Linked DNA regions of Mus musculus: region 1 is linked to region 2. The links are chromatin contacts, called in public Hi-C maps. All regions are on one chromosome and are shown on one strand. Each heading gives the region's core, a stretch centred on a gene start, on an enhancer-like site or on the middle of the called end of the contact. The rest is flanking DNA. Distances are from core to core; before and after follow the strand shown. Region 1 has its middle 57 kb from the start of Dock9. Region 2 overlaps Gm33299 (a long non-coding RNA gene).

What was found. Hi-C and Micro-C count contacts between places; a contact is called where the count stands out from the background.
Region 1: a contact with region 2 is called in a Hi-C map of the P5424 cell line, with 2.1 times the contacts expected there. The contact joins two enhancer-like sites. A contact is called at or near these places in 1 of 39 promoter capture datasets (hippocampal neurons), 13 of 484 Hi-C or Micro-C datasets (the P5424 cell line, cerebellum, cerebral cortex and 8 more), 1 of 115 datasets of contacts at active chromatin or transcription factors (large pre-B cells) and 1 of 9 other capture datasets (embryonic stem cells).

The regions. Positions count from the first base shown.
Region 1 is chr14:121,752,210-121,759,056 of GRCm38.p6, reverse strand. It overlaps a transcript of Dock9 not described here. Among named protein-coding and RNA genes, the nearest start is that of Dock9, 57 kb to the right of the region's middle. Within about 2 kb of position 2,761, at least 3 of the 459 cell types and tissues checked have an H3K27ac peak or open chromatin away from gene starts, as enhancers often do. A contact at or near this core is called in the P5424 cell line, where this site is marked.
Region 2 is chr14:121,442,096-121,448,946 of GRCm38.p6, reverse strand. Gm33299 (a long non-coding RNA gene) reads left to right here. Exons shown (of 3, transcript XR_383790.2): 3 at 4,232-4,290. Among named protein-coding and RNA genes, the nearest start is that of Gm33299, 11 kb to the left of the region's middle. Within about 2 kb of position 3,561, at least 26 of the 459 cell types and tissues checked have an H3K27ac peak or open chromatin away from gene starts, as enhancers often do. A contact at or near this core is called in the P5424 cell line, where this site is marked.

The sequences.
Region 1 (6,847 bases), core at 1,512-4,011, 310 kb before region 2:
CTGACCTCTATGGCACACATGTATACATGCAGGCAACACACACACACACACACACACATAAAATAATAAAAAGAAAACCCATAGACAACAAAAGTACAGGGTGGGGGGTGCTATAGAGGATTAGGGTTGAGGTGTGCAGCTGTGTACTGGTGGAACGGGAGCTGACAGTCTGCTGCTCTCCTGTGTGCCTCCTCTACTCTCTTTGGAGGTGTTCTTTGTAGCTTTAATTTTTTCAAAGCCTACTTTTAATGATGACTTTTAAATGCTTTAACCTCCCTTCTAGCCCATCACCCACCAGGGGTAGTGGAAAAGAAAGATTTTTCTATACGGGAAAAGTGGACCCGTATAGAGATTGTTTTTTGGAACAAATACCATCTGAGCTGTCAGGAAATCAGCAGTTCAGTTCACAGGTCAGCAGCAGCAGCAGCAGCAGCAGCAGCAGCCCAATCCACTTGAAAACACTTCACAGATATATCGGTAGTCCAGTTGAGTAGAGTCAGGACTGCAAACATGAATCAGCAGCGGTGGCACAACCTAGCAGAGACAGCCAGGCCTCAGACAAATCTGCACGAGTCATCAGGAGGGATTTGGACCTGCAGGGACGATAGGAGAAGTTCTCAGCTGTGCCTCTCTCAGCCAAGCAAAGATCAGCAAAGACTCTAGACCAACAAGCATTGCACAGCTAGCTCTACAAGCAAGCCAAGCCCTTCTGCCAGTCCGTTGAGTCCTATTCATACTCCCGCCAAACATCACATGCCCTCCACATGTCTTGCTTTACCACATGTCTTGCCTTAGCACCAGAGTCTCTCTTAACAAAACTTCATGTGAGTCAGTCTCAACTGACATCACTCTGCCAGTCAGCCCAAGTCTACAGAAGTGGCAAGAAGTCACAGCACACAACCAGAAGTTTTTTGGTGCATTTCCCTCTAAGGAGTCCCAACAAATGCACCTCAACTACAAGGTGTAAGGTGGACCCATACATGTGTGTTGTTAGTGAGGAATCCTTCATCATGAGTCCTTTCACGTGCTTGCATTAGCAGGATATCCTTTCACCTGTGTCTGCTTCAGTGAAATGCTCCTTCATGTGTTTGCCATCTAACACACTGACTTTCCAAAGAAGACTTAAGTTTCCATTTCATCTCTGGCCACTTGTACAGAGCTCCTCCACTCTACATGGCTATGCTTTGTTAACTGGTGAGTCAGACATCTGCGGGTAAGGGGTTCTGCAGGGCCCACTGTGGGTATTAATAGAGTTACTAGCATTCAGAAAAATCAACTTCAGAGTTTTGTGTGGGTTACTGAGCCAGTTTTCATCTTGTTTGTATAGAAGGATAAAGAGATCTTTGGTCTTATTGCTCACTAAGACATGCTTTGGGCATCCTGGGGAGAGCTGGAGCCAGGACATTTTCAGTTTTGAATCCTTCCTTTCTTCTCTGGTCTTCCTTCCACCGTTTCTGCCTTGCCTCTGTGTCTCCTCTATCTGCTTGAGAGCAGAGGTTGGAAATGTTTTCAGGGGCTGCCTAGATTTTGTAGAATCCATGAACAGTTTGTGCTGTTCCCAGATGTCTGGTGTGATATTTAGGTTGAATTTTGAGGAGGAATTGCTTTATTCACATAATCTCTGTCTTAGTTACTTTCCTGTTGGCTATGAGGAGACACTGTGACCAAAGGAGTGTCTTACTGAGAGTTTTACTGCTGTGAGCAGACACCACAACCAGGACAACATTTAATTGGGGATGGCTTACAGGTTCAGAGGTTCAGTCAATCATCATCAAGTTGGGAACATGGCAGCATCCAGGCAGGCATGGTACAGGAGGAGCTGAGAGTTCTAAGTCTCGGGGGGGGGGGGGGGGGGGAGGGGGGAGAGTAGGGCTGGGGGTGGGAACAGACAGTAGGAAACAGAGAAGGCACTAACTGGGGAAGATGGCCTGCCATGTCACACCTCCTCCGACAAGCCCTACCCTCCTAGTCATTCCCAAACATTTCCTCCATTTTGGGACCAAACATTCAAACCTCTGGGCCTGTGAAGGCCATTTTCATTCAAGCCACCACAGTCTCCATGTGCACATTCTCCTAAAATGTGTACATTTCTTACGTGGTGCCCTTCGTGTCTCAGAAAACCAGTACCAAGGTAATTTTGGAAATTTTGTTTTTTATTTTTCACTCAAATCTCAACAATGTTGGCAGTTTTTGTTGTTGTTGTTGTTGATGTTCTTTCTTGCTATGTAGCCCAGGTTGGGCCTCGACCTCCCAGTACTGGAATTACAGCTGTGTGCCATCCTATTCTTTCTGACCATAGCTTAATTTAGGTTGCTATAATACCATTGCCCGAGAGATTAAACAAACATCTTTTTACTTCTTAATCACAACGTATGCATATCACAGTTGTGCTGGCCAGAAGTCTAAGATCAAAGTACCTATAGATCAGTGTCTATAAGTGCTGCTTCCTGGCTATATATGCCACCTCTCATCATGGTAGCTTCACGTGGTGGGAAGAGCTTAGAAGAGGGAAGGGAATAGAACACACACATACATAAACATTTCTCCTGCTTTCTGTCCCCCTCCCCTCCCCTCTTTCCCTCTCCCTCTTTCCCTCCCCCCACTCCCTTTGTATAGGAACTCATGCCGCTCAGGATGACCTGAACTCTAGATCCTCCTGCTCCTGGCTTCTAAGTGCTGGGATGATAGGCATGTGCCATGTTTGGCCTTGTTCTTACCAGGGCTCCATCCCCATGATCTCATCACCATCCAAATCCCCGTCCAAGCCCCATGACAACAGGGGTTAGGGTCCAGTACATGGAGTTTTAAGCTGACCCAGGTACGACCGTCTTTTGTCATTAGACTTCCTGTGTCAGAGGTAGACACTCCTGTGGTTCCTGTGTCACCTCTTACGGGTCCTGTGCCATGAGGAGGTGGATCAGGGACGGCTCAAGCAAGAGCCTAAAGCATCCCAGTATCCAGAAATTTAAAACTCCGCACGGGTGGTTCAAGCAGCATTTGGCCATCAAACTCGAGTGGTGGTGTTCAGTGCCCTGAACGGTGCAGTAGCAGGGAAGATGGAGTCTGTTGCCAAGAGTGGGCTCATGTTTCCTGTTTTGTAGAAACCTCTACTTTGATGAAGGCTTACAGAGATGAGCTGCTTCTCTGTGCTGCTGGTCACAGCACAACACTGGGAGAGTGGATAGTTGACCCCAGGGCATCGTTTTGCAGAGAATAGACTCTGCTTATTAGTACTGATCAGCTAAAGTGTGACAGATTGCAGCCCGCCCCCCGCCCCAAAGTTTTAGTTTGTTGATAGTTAAAAATAAGACTCTTTTAAGTGTTACGACACGAGAAATATTTTCTTCTTGCCATGAGTTGTGGTTATCAGTAACATCATTTACTACCCACAAGTAATGGGTGATCGTGTGAACTATAGGATAAAGACTTTTAGAGTTCTGTCTTTGTATCAGTTAAGTTTTATTCTCCTGTATTAATTGTCGTCTCAAAACCTTACTGCCTCTGTCTGCTAACCTAGGTCTAGTCCGGGAAGCTTCTAACAGCCATACAATCTAATCTAGGTCTAGAATGTTTTAGCCTTTTGAAAGCTTACCCTTTCTTATTCTTTCTGATCTCTAGTTGGCTGGTTCAACTCAGAGGTTCTGGTTCAAACTCCCCTCTAAGATGACTGATTCAATCTGGCTTCTCTTTCTCAGCCTCTCCTGAATTGCTCTGCTTGGATTCATACTAGTTTTGGCAGTATGTTCTTATATTTTTGGTTGTGAGCCTAGCCTTTAACGGCTGAGCCACCTCTCCAGCCCAGCAATATGTTCTAATTTTCTGGTTCCTTCTCATTCTCTGGCTTGCTCTGTCTTCACCTCTGTCTGGCTTGTTATCTCTCTGCGACCTGTCTCTGTACAGCTTTCCTGGTAAAAATGCCTTCTTTTTTTCCCCCTCTCTCTGTGCTCTCTTAAATAGCTTCTCTTTTCTCTCTTCCCGTGAGAATTGGGCATATCCTATTCTGTCAAATTTTTCTCTGATTCACCACTTTGTCTGCCATTCAAATAGAATCACTTTCAAATATGGGTGCTTCCTTTCTACAAGCTAACTTTACGTCCATTGTTTAGGGTTAAAGGTGTGCACTAAGGGTGTGGTGCTAAGGGCTGAGCCACACCACAGCTAGAAACAGTTCTTTCAGTAAATAACACAGTCTTGGGGTTCACAGTGTGATCAAATATCCCTGCAACATGTGGTATATTGGAGACTTCACCATAATCACTATATGTATAAAAATCTAACTCAAGGAAGAAAAGTAATAGGCTTACTGAATCTATTTTCCAAATGCATGCTGTTTTTATATATAAAAATTAATCCATAAAAGATGTCTTTTAGACTGGTAAGATAGTGGGTAAGGTGCTCTCTGTTAAACCCGAGGACCAGAGTTCCAGTCCTATGATTCATACAAAGGGAGAGAAATGATAATACCAGTTGTCCTGACTGCCCCACACATCCGTGGCACATACCCCAATAAAGAAATGAAGTTATTTTCCTGAAGGCACTTCTCCACCCTGGATATGTAGTAAGATGAACTCTTACGGACCTAATTTAGGACTTCTCTGGAAAAGGGCATGTGAATGGAGTGAAGTCAGGTCATCCTTTCATCTTACAGTCACTCAGCGAGCAGGCAGTCACTGACGCCATGCTGCAGATGTGGGCCGTGTTCATTCCAGAGGTTAAGTTCTTCCTGGCGCTGAGAAGTGGAAGAACTTGGACTAATCTGCTGACGTGCAGGGATTTCTCTGTGAGCTTGGCCTTCCTCCCTGAATCTCTCTTCACATAATAAACTCGTGCATGACTGAGTGTGTAAGTGCGCTTTCCCGTGTGAGGGGCCTCAAATGGCACACGGGAAAGCTGAATCCTCCAGTTTTTCAAGAGACACTGTGGAATGTGCGTATGTCTTCCCCTTTTCAGAAGCCAGCTTTATGTTGACGTAAAAGTGGTGGAAAAACAGTGTTTTCCTCTTAATAATTAGTCTGTTTCCCCTTAAAGACAAGAAAATTTCGGGTTGAACAGATTTAAGGCAAACAAGCGCACATATTAGCCCGAGAGTCTGTTGTTGGAATGTAGGGAGAATGGGCATTTCCCACCAAGTAGCTTTACTGAGAACAATTGAAATACTTGAAGCTGTGCATACTTAAAATAAGTTAAACACCCACATATGAAAGCTGCCATCGCATTAAGAGTAATGAACACGTCCACCACCCTGGCTCAAGTGCCTTGGACCCGTCTGTCATCTGTCTGTGTGGCTTCTCTGCCGTCTCTAAGAAATCTCAGATCTACTTTCTGTTACTGTGAGTTTTTATGAACATGGGTTGTGGTATGAATTCTGCTTTGTCTTGCATCTTTCATTTAGAATAATGATCCTGAGGCCACCCATGTTGTTGTCTCTATCTTGCTTGCTTCCTTTTACTGATGGACCTATCATTTATTAATCATGTTTCCAGTGGTTGGTTATTACAGATAAAGTTGCTTATGCATAGTTGTGGGCCAAGTTCTGTTTGGATAGGTACGGTGATCAGGGTCACGAGCCACCGCCTCTGCCACATCTCATTTGCCGTGGTTTTACTGTTGCTTCTGAAACGATCTCCTTGCTAGTTCCTACTGTGTCAGAGAAAACCGGGGAAATCGGGCAAAGTGATTTAGGGTGCAGCTGTGTTTGACTAGTCATGGTGACGTCCTGATCCGAGGAAGCACGGAAGCCACGACCCTCCTCCTGCTCCTCCCTCCACTGGGATTGTGTTGCAGAACTTCTTATGGGCTTTTTTGTCTTTGGCTTCCAGGGATGCGGTTTGGCTGTGGATGTGGGATGTGTGGATGTCCTGAGCTGTTAAAAATGTGTTTTCCTTAGCCTGAGGATCCTCAAACAATCCACTAGATGGAGCATCTTGAATATATTTTGTGATTAGAGGATGGGAGAAAGAGAATCCCTGCATCCGAGCCATATTGAGGACCCTTGACGTTGGCCAGGCATTTGATCTGTCACCCCCTCTATTAATATAAAATGTTCCTTCTACTTAGCATGTTAATACAGAAGTTTCTAGGATGCCCGACTGAAGTATTACGTGGCAAGAAGTCTAATCTGGATGTCTGTGGCTACATGACGGACATGCGAGCGTAGACACTCAGTGACTCAGCCGTGTCTTGAACCTCGCAGCCCTCATTTGTGACTCAGTTACACTGCACAGTAGATGAGGTATACTTTATACAAACCGTAGGATGGTGCATCTTCTGTGCCATCCCATCAGGCCACTATTGACGAACAGTAACACAATGGTTCTGTTTTTTCCCAGAGGAAATTGCAGTCGCAGCCAGTGCCTATAGAGTAGAGAAGCCCTTGCTTTGCAGGACTAGAGATGCTGGGTACCATGGGTCAGGTTGCCTCCTGGATGTTTCCCTCACTCAGTGGTTGTCTCCCGGGGCGGCAGCTTCCTTTCCCTCCTTCCTACTTGAGGACAACATGGGCCGTTAGGAATTTCTTGTCCTGGGCTTGGCCTTTCTTGGGGAGCTCTGGCTGCAGCATGATCTTTCACCTTCAGACTTTTTGTTTCAGAACCAAGATGGAATCTGCACTGTTACTGGATAAACTGATTTGCAGGGAGCAGGACATATGGTATGAACCTTTCCAGGTTTAGTTCTCAGTCAGAGGAGGAAAGCACGGGTGTACACGGATGTCTGGTTTGTATGTTCAGATACAGCAGAGCATCCTGTATCCTCGTGCATTTACCTCGCATATTGAGGAACGGTTACTTTAGCGGCTGGGAGCTCATTTGTGCCTCAGGGCATCTTAGACAGTTGGAATCTGCTACTA
Region 2 (6,851 bases), core at 2,312-4,811:
AATTTGAGGCTAGCCTGGTCTATGAAACCTGAGATAGATAAATGAATGGGTAGACAGACAGGCAGACAGACAGACAGGAATGGATATTTTAGGTATTTGAGAGACAGAGGCAAGAAGATCTCAAGTTCAAGGCCAGCCTGGGCTACAAAATGAGTTGCAGACCATTCAGAGTGATATATCAGGATCCTGTCTCGAAAAAAGAAAGAGAGAAAGAAAACACCTACACAATACATTAATCTAAATCATTACTCATTACAATACTATAATGAATATACTATAATGAATATGGCCCAGCTATATTTTATGATCACAGCATCAAATATATGTATATGTAGGTATATGTATATATATATATATATATGTATATATATATGTGTGTGTGTGTGTGTGTGTGTGTGTATAGTCACTGTCTTCAGACACACCAGAAGAGGGCATCAGATCCATTACAGATGGTTGTGAGCCACCATGTGGTTGCTGGGAATTGAACTCAGGACTCTGGAAGAGCAGTCAGTGCTCTCTCTCTCCAGCCCTGATACTAAAATTTTTATATCTTTCTTCCAGTATACATTGTTTCCCCAAGCCGCTTTTAAAAATCTTCTCTGATGTGCTTGTTCCTAGTATTTATCCAGACAGAACATTTCCTCAAATGTCTGAGACTGTTCTTTGCCTGCTTGTGTTTGGGAGCTGAGGCCAAGAGCCCAGTCACCATCTCTAGGTGCCTTCGTTAAGGAGGTGACAGAATAGCATTGCATTGCAGAACCAGAAGGACACCACTGGAGCTGCCGGAGCAAGTGTGCCTTAGGAAGGCTCTCCCCTTGGTGGTGTGGGTCCAGTGTGCTGGCTGTCATCCTGACTCATCTGAGATTAACATGAACCCAAGCTGCTGGGTGCACCTGTGAGGGATTCTTTTCTTGATTGGATCACGTGAGGCAGGAAAACCCACCTTGAATGTGGGCCACACTTTCTAGTAGCAGCCTACATGAAGAACACGGGGGAAGCAAGTGCTTACTCCCCACCTGCTTGCCCTCTCTGTCACTGGTAAATCCATCCCTTCACTGGTATTAGAGCCTACATCCCTAGGATTCTGGTGTATACTGAAGACCAGCTGAGACAGACAGCCTCATCATCCAAACAACTATTGGATTCTTAGACTTTCTGATGAGAGACAGCCATTGTTGGAACAGACAGACCACAGCTCGTAAGCCACTCTAATACATTCCATATTTTTCATTCATTCTATCAGTTGTTTCTCCATAGAACCCTGACTAATGCATGGGATTTGGAGTGGTCACTGACAGAGGTCAGGTGATGTCTTTAGTGAAGGCAACTGGCTAACTCAAGGCATCTGGAAAGGTATCCACCTCTAAGGTCTCCCCTGTCTCCTGTTAGCTGAAGTCAGCAGGAAACCAGAGAACAAGGGGCTCCTTGGTCAGTTCAGGCAAGCTCGCCTCCTGGGACAGAAGCCAGACAGCTGGAGCCGGGAGGGTAGACATAGAGAGGCCACAGGAAGTACAGAGCCACCAGTACCACAGGTTATATGGCATTGCTGCAACCTGCTAAACTGCAACCTGGGAAACTCAGGATGCTCCAGAAAGAGAAGGGGCCTGAAAGAGCCAATCAGCGGGAGGGGTACAGATCCTAGCCAATCAGTGGGAGGGGTACAGGTCCCAGCCAATCAGCGGGAGGGGTACAGTTCCTAGCCAATCAGCACGAGGGGCACAGGTCCTAGCCAGAGAGCTACTGTGTACTGACACATTTTATCCCAGGATAGCAGCTACCGGTTCTCCAGACTGCCAGAGGCTGTAGAACTAAGGAGAGCAACCGTGGTGAGGGCAGTGCTGAGGAGGACGGAGAACCACTGATCTCCCCCATGGAATGCACGGTAGCCTGCGCTATCTCTCCAGCACCTCAGATCACACACTGTCCTGGGACCGCTTCCTTCCAGATAACCCTGTTCTTTAGGTTTCTTATCCTGCTAAGCAGCTGAAGTTAGCTAGCTCTTGGTTTCTGGGTTAAAACAATTCTCTTTTTTTCCCCTTGAAATAATGTTTTATTTTAATTAGAATACAGTAAAAACATCTTTCCTTTCCCTCGCCGGTCCTCTCCCTCCAACCCCTCCTGTGCCCCTCTCTCAGTCCGTGTTCTATGGCTGTCAAGAGATGCGATGGCCGCAGCAAATCTTATAAAGAACATTTAATTGGGGCTGTTTTACAGTTCAGAGGCTCAGTCCATCATCGTCATCGTCGCCATGGCAGGAAGCATGGCACTGTGCAGGCAGACATGGTGCTGGAGAAGGAGCTACATCCAGATCAGCAGATAGCAAGAAAGAGAGACACTGGGCCTGGCTTGAGCATTTACAACCTCAAAGCCCACCCGCAGTGATACACTTTTTCTAACAGGCCACACCACCTAAGCCCTGTTACAAATTGTCTCTCCCTAAAGACCAGGCATTCAAATCTATGAGCATAGGGAGCCTTTTTTTTTTTTTTTTTTTTTTTGAGACAGGGTTTCTCTGTGTAGCCCTGGCTGTCCTGGCACTCACTCTGTACACCAGGCTGACCTCAAACTCAGAAATCCGCCTGCCTCTGCCTCCGAGTGCTGGGATTAAAGGTGTGCGACACCACGCCCGGCAGAGACCCCATTATTATTCAAGTTACTACAGCCCCCTTTACTTCCTTTAAAACCCATGGCCTCTTTTTCATTGATTATTATTGCATATATGTACTTAAATATGTAAATACAACCTGCTGTGTCTGTTTACTGTTGCTTGTACGGAGGTGATGTCAGGGCTGGCCACTTAATATTGGGTAGCCAATTAGGGAACCTATCCCTGGGGAAGGCTGTCTGTCTCTCAGTAGTCACCTGCAGTTCTTTGTAGGTTGGGGCCCCTGGAGATTCCCTCTCCACGTTGGCATGATTATTAGTGTTGTGTTTATTCATGTCTTGTTCAACCATATTGTTGTGACATCGCGACGCTTCCTGACCATCTCTTCCTGGTCATCTCTCAGACTCTGACTCCTACAGTCTTTGTGCCCCTCTTCCTCTATGTTCCCTGGCCTTAGGTCCTGGGGAATCCCGTTTGGACATCCCAGATGTTGTGCCCTGAATCCATGGGAAACCCAGACTAACCCAAGAATTGCGAAGTCCACTGCAACGTGCAAAAGAGTCTTTTATAATTTCAAGTTCAAACTCGGTTTACCCACCTAGCACTCACTGGGTGAACGCTGACAAGCGACCCTGAGTCCAGAAATCATTGGGTTTATATACAGTATAGGAACAGTGTGAATATTCACAGAAAGGGGGAGTAGAGGGTGGAATAATACTGAAGCGGGAGGGGGGGCTAAATGGGTGTCTGTTCAAGGACTAATTTTATGGCCAGTCGTAACTGTCTGTGACCTGACCTCTGTTTACCTTTTACTTTTTCCATGGTTTCCCTTGCGTTTGTTTTTTCTCTAAGGTCTCAAGGACAGGCACCTGGAGTTTTGCTGCTTCTCAGCAGGAGTGTTGAACGCCATTCTAACGCTAGGGGGCGGGGCGGAGGGGAGCCCCAGGGCTGCTCCAGAAGGGCACAGCACAGCACAGAAACCAGCTGTCTGCATATTGTGCTTGCTGAGGGCTGGAGGGAGGATGGGAGCCTCTGGCGGGGAACAGGAAGGCAAACTGTCTATACAACCCTGAAGTCTCTCTAGTATCTGTAATTCAGGGGTTACAACAGTACAGGAGTGATGTCCATGTCCATCGGGGCTGGATGCCCCACAATTGCTTTCTGACCAGTTGTGGCTTTCTGTAATGACCTCCGTCTGCTGCAAAGGGAGACTTCTTTGATGAGGGTTGAGGGCTGTGAGTATAAAGACTCATAGAATACAGTTAACCATAATACTCTCCCCTCAGAACAATCTTCCTGTTGTTTTGAGACAGGGTCTCAAAATGTGTATCCCTGGCTGTCCTGGAACTTCCTCTGTAGACCAGACTGGTCTCAAACTCACAGAGACCCACCTGCTTCTGCTTCCTGAACGCTGGGATCGAAATTCATGCCCAGCCCAGCCCAGCTGCTTAGAATAATCTTAAGGAACCACAGTAGAAGCTGTTTTCTTTCGATGGTTGAACTGAGAGAAGAGCTGGATAGAGATTGAAAACCATGGCTTCTCTCTCTGTGAGGCCCATGGGGACCAGGCAGGGCCCTTGCTCTTGTCTCTAGTTGCCCTGCCAAGTGGCTCCTCTTTAACTGCAGCTCTCCTTCTGTGATGTGGATGTACACTTTGAAAACAAATGAACCTGTGGATGGAGGCACACACCTGCAATCCCAGCATTTGGGAGGCTGAGGTGAGAGGGTTGCTGGGAGTCCCAGGCTAGCCTAAACTACAGAGAAAGACAAGGAAAGAAGGAAGGAAGGAAGGAAGGAAGGAAGGGAGGGAGGGAGGGAGGGAGGGAGGGAGGAAGGGAGGAAGGAAGGAAGGGAGGGAGGGAAGGAGGGAGGAAGGGAAGAAGGAAGGGAAGGAGGAAGAGAGGAAAGGAAGGAGGGATGGAGGGAGGGAAAGAGGAAGGAACAGATGAGTAAGTAGAAACACTCTAGTGAGATGGCTCAGTAGGTGAAGGTGCTTGCCATTGAACTTGATAACCTGAATCTCACCCCCAGTACCCATTATGGTGGAGAGAACTAAGAGAAACAGTTCTCTGTCTCTCTGTCTGTCTGTCTGTCTGTCTGTCTCTCTCTCTCTCTCTCTCTCTCTCTCTCTCACACACACACACACACGCATATACACATGCACTCACACATATATATACACACATAGACACATAGAGAAACACATAATATATTCATACACAGTGACACATAATATATATACTTACACAAACACAGACACACATGCACACACATACATTAACACACACATATATATACACAAAGAGACAGGCACATAATATACTCACACACAGAGACATACACAGAGACACACACAGCACGCACACACATGCACAAATACGTACAAAATATTAAAAATAAGGGCTAGCAGATTGTCATAAAATCATTGAAATGTTTTGTTACATTATGGCTTAAACTGCAAGATGTTTAATATTAAAATGAGAAACTGAAAATTAGAAAAAAATAGCTTACAATGAAACAAATACTGAATTGCAGTACAGCCAGGGACTGCAGCCACCTCCCCCAGGGGTAATCTCCGAAGCGAACACTTTCAAGGACAGAGGACATGGAATTATCATAATAGTTCTGATCTAGAACAAAACCATTCATTCTGATCCCTCTCTGAGTAATCGGGGCTTTGGATCTCATTCTGTTGTTAAAAAGAAAAAAAAGTTAATAATTAGGTAATGACCTCAGTGAGAAACATGAAAAGATTTTTCAATTAAAAGATAAGTTTGAGGGTGAAGACTTTATTTATAGTTGATAATAACCACATTAGTCAAATTAATGAATCCACATTCAGAAGGTGTCCAGTGAATCGTATTTCTGCGATATGAGAATTATCTCGGGTTTCCCATAAATTAGGGTGCTTGGAATTGGGATTTTTGAAGACCAGGTGAAGTGAAGGCTCCTGATTACACAAAAGAGGTGATTATGACACCGATGGCTCCCAGCACTGAACACATGCTGCCTGCCCCATGGTCAGTAACTCATTCTTCCCATAGAGCGTGTGGATTACCGATAGAGCACATGCGCACACTCTGCTCTGCGCCCTAGTCTCAAAGGGGTTTTCTCGCCACTTATTTTAAAGAAAATCTAAGGTGTGCATTTAGGAGGGTGCGCTTTTTACACTCAAGTGTAACTCGGGAAGGACGTAGATTATGAAATTAAAGAATAAGTTTAAAAGGAAGCCTTGGTCAAGGTGGATGGACTCAGTACATCCATGTGTAAAGTTAACACAGGGCAGGGACATATCCTGCAAGGCTTTCCTGATTTGCTGAAGGACTTTGTTTTAGAAATTCTAAATTTACATGAACAAATGAACAGATAAAAATACTAGGGAAGCCGGGCGTGGTGTTGCATGCTTTTAATCCCAGCACTCGGGAGGCAGTGGCAGGCAGATTCCTGAGTTCGAGGCCAGCCTGGTCTACAAAGTGAGTTCCAGGACAGCCAGGGCTATACAGAGAAACCCTGTCTCGAAAAACAAAACAAAACAAAGCAAAAGAACAACTAGGGAAACTCTTAATAATAATAAAAAATAAAAAAAAATAAAAAAAAAAGAGGGGCACCACAGGCTGAAGAGATGGCCCAGTAGTTGAGATCACAGTGTTCCTGCAGAGGACCAGAGTTCGGTTCCTAGCACCCAGGCACCCAAGTGGGTGGCTCACAGCAGCCTCTCTCCTGCTCCATGGCCTCTGACACCCTCTTCTGGATTCCATGGGCATTGAGCTGTCATAATGGTTTCGTTGTTTTCCAAACAGGGTCTCTCTACATAGTCCTAGATATCCTGGAGCTCACAGCATAGACCAGGTTGGCCTAGAACTCAGGAATCCACCTGCCTCACCTCAGAATGCTGGGAATAAAGGCATGAGTCACTATGCCTGGTTCCTACTCATTGGTTTGTTTGTTTGTTTGTTTTTTAAATAAATAAATAAACAAATAATCTTTTGCCAAAAAAAAAAAAAAATCAAGGAGAGCTTATTCTATAAAGTCAAGGATTGTGACGTATTAGGATTTTTATTCATCTTGGACACTAGATTAGCCGGCCCAATTTCACAGTGCTGGTGGAAGACTCTGAAAATTCGAGGGTGGGGCAGTATTAATAGACAGAAGCCTGAGGTCAGGCATTCAAGTCTTCCTTAATGAACACACACAACTGCCAGCTAAGTGTAACAGGGAGACATGACCTTGGTCTTCAAGCGATCTG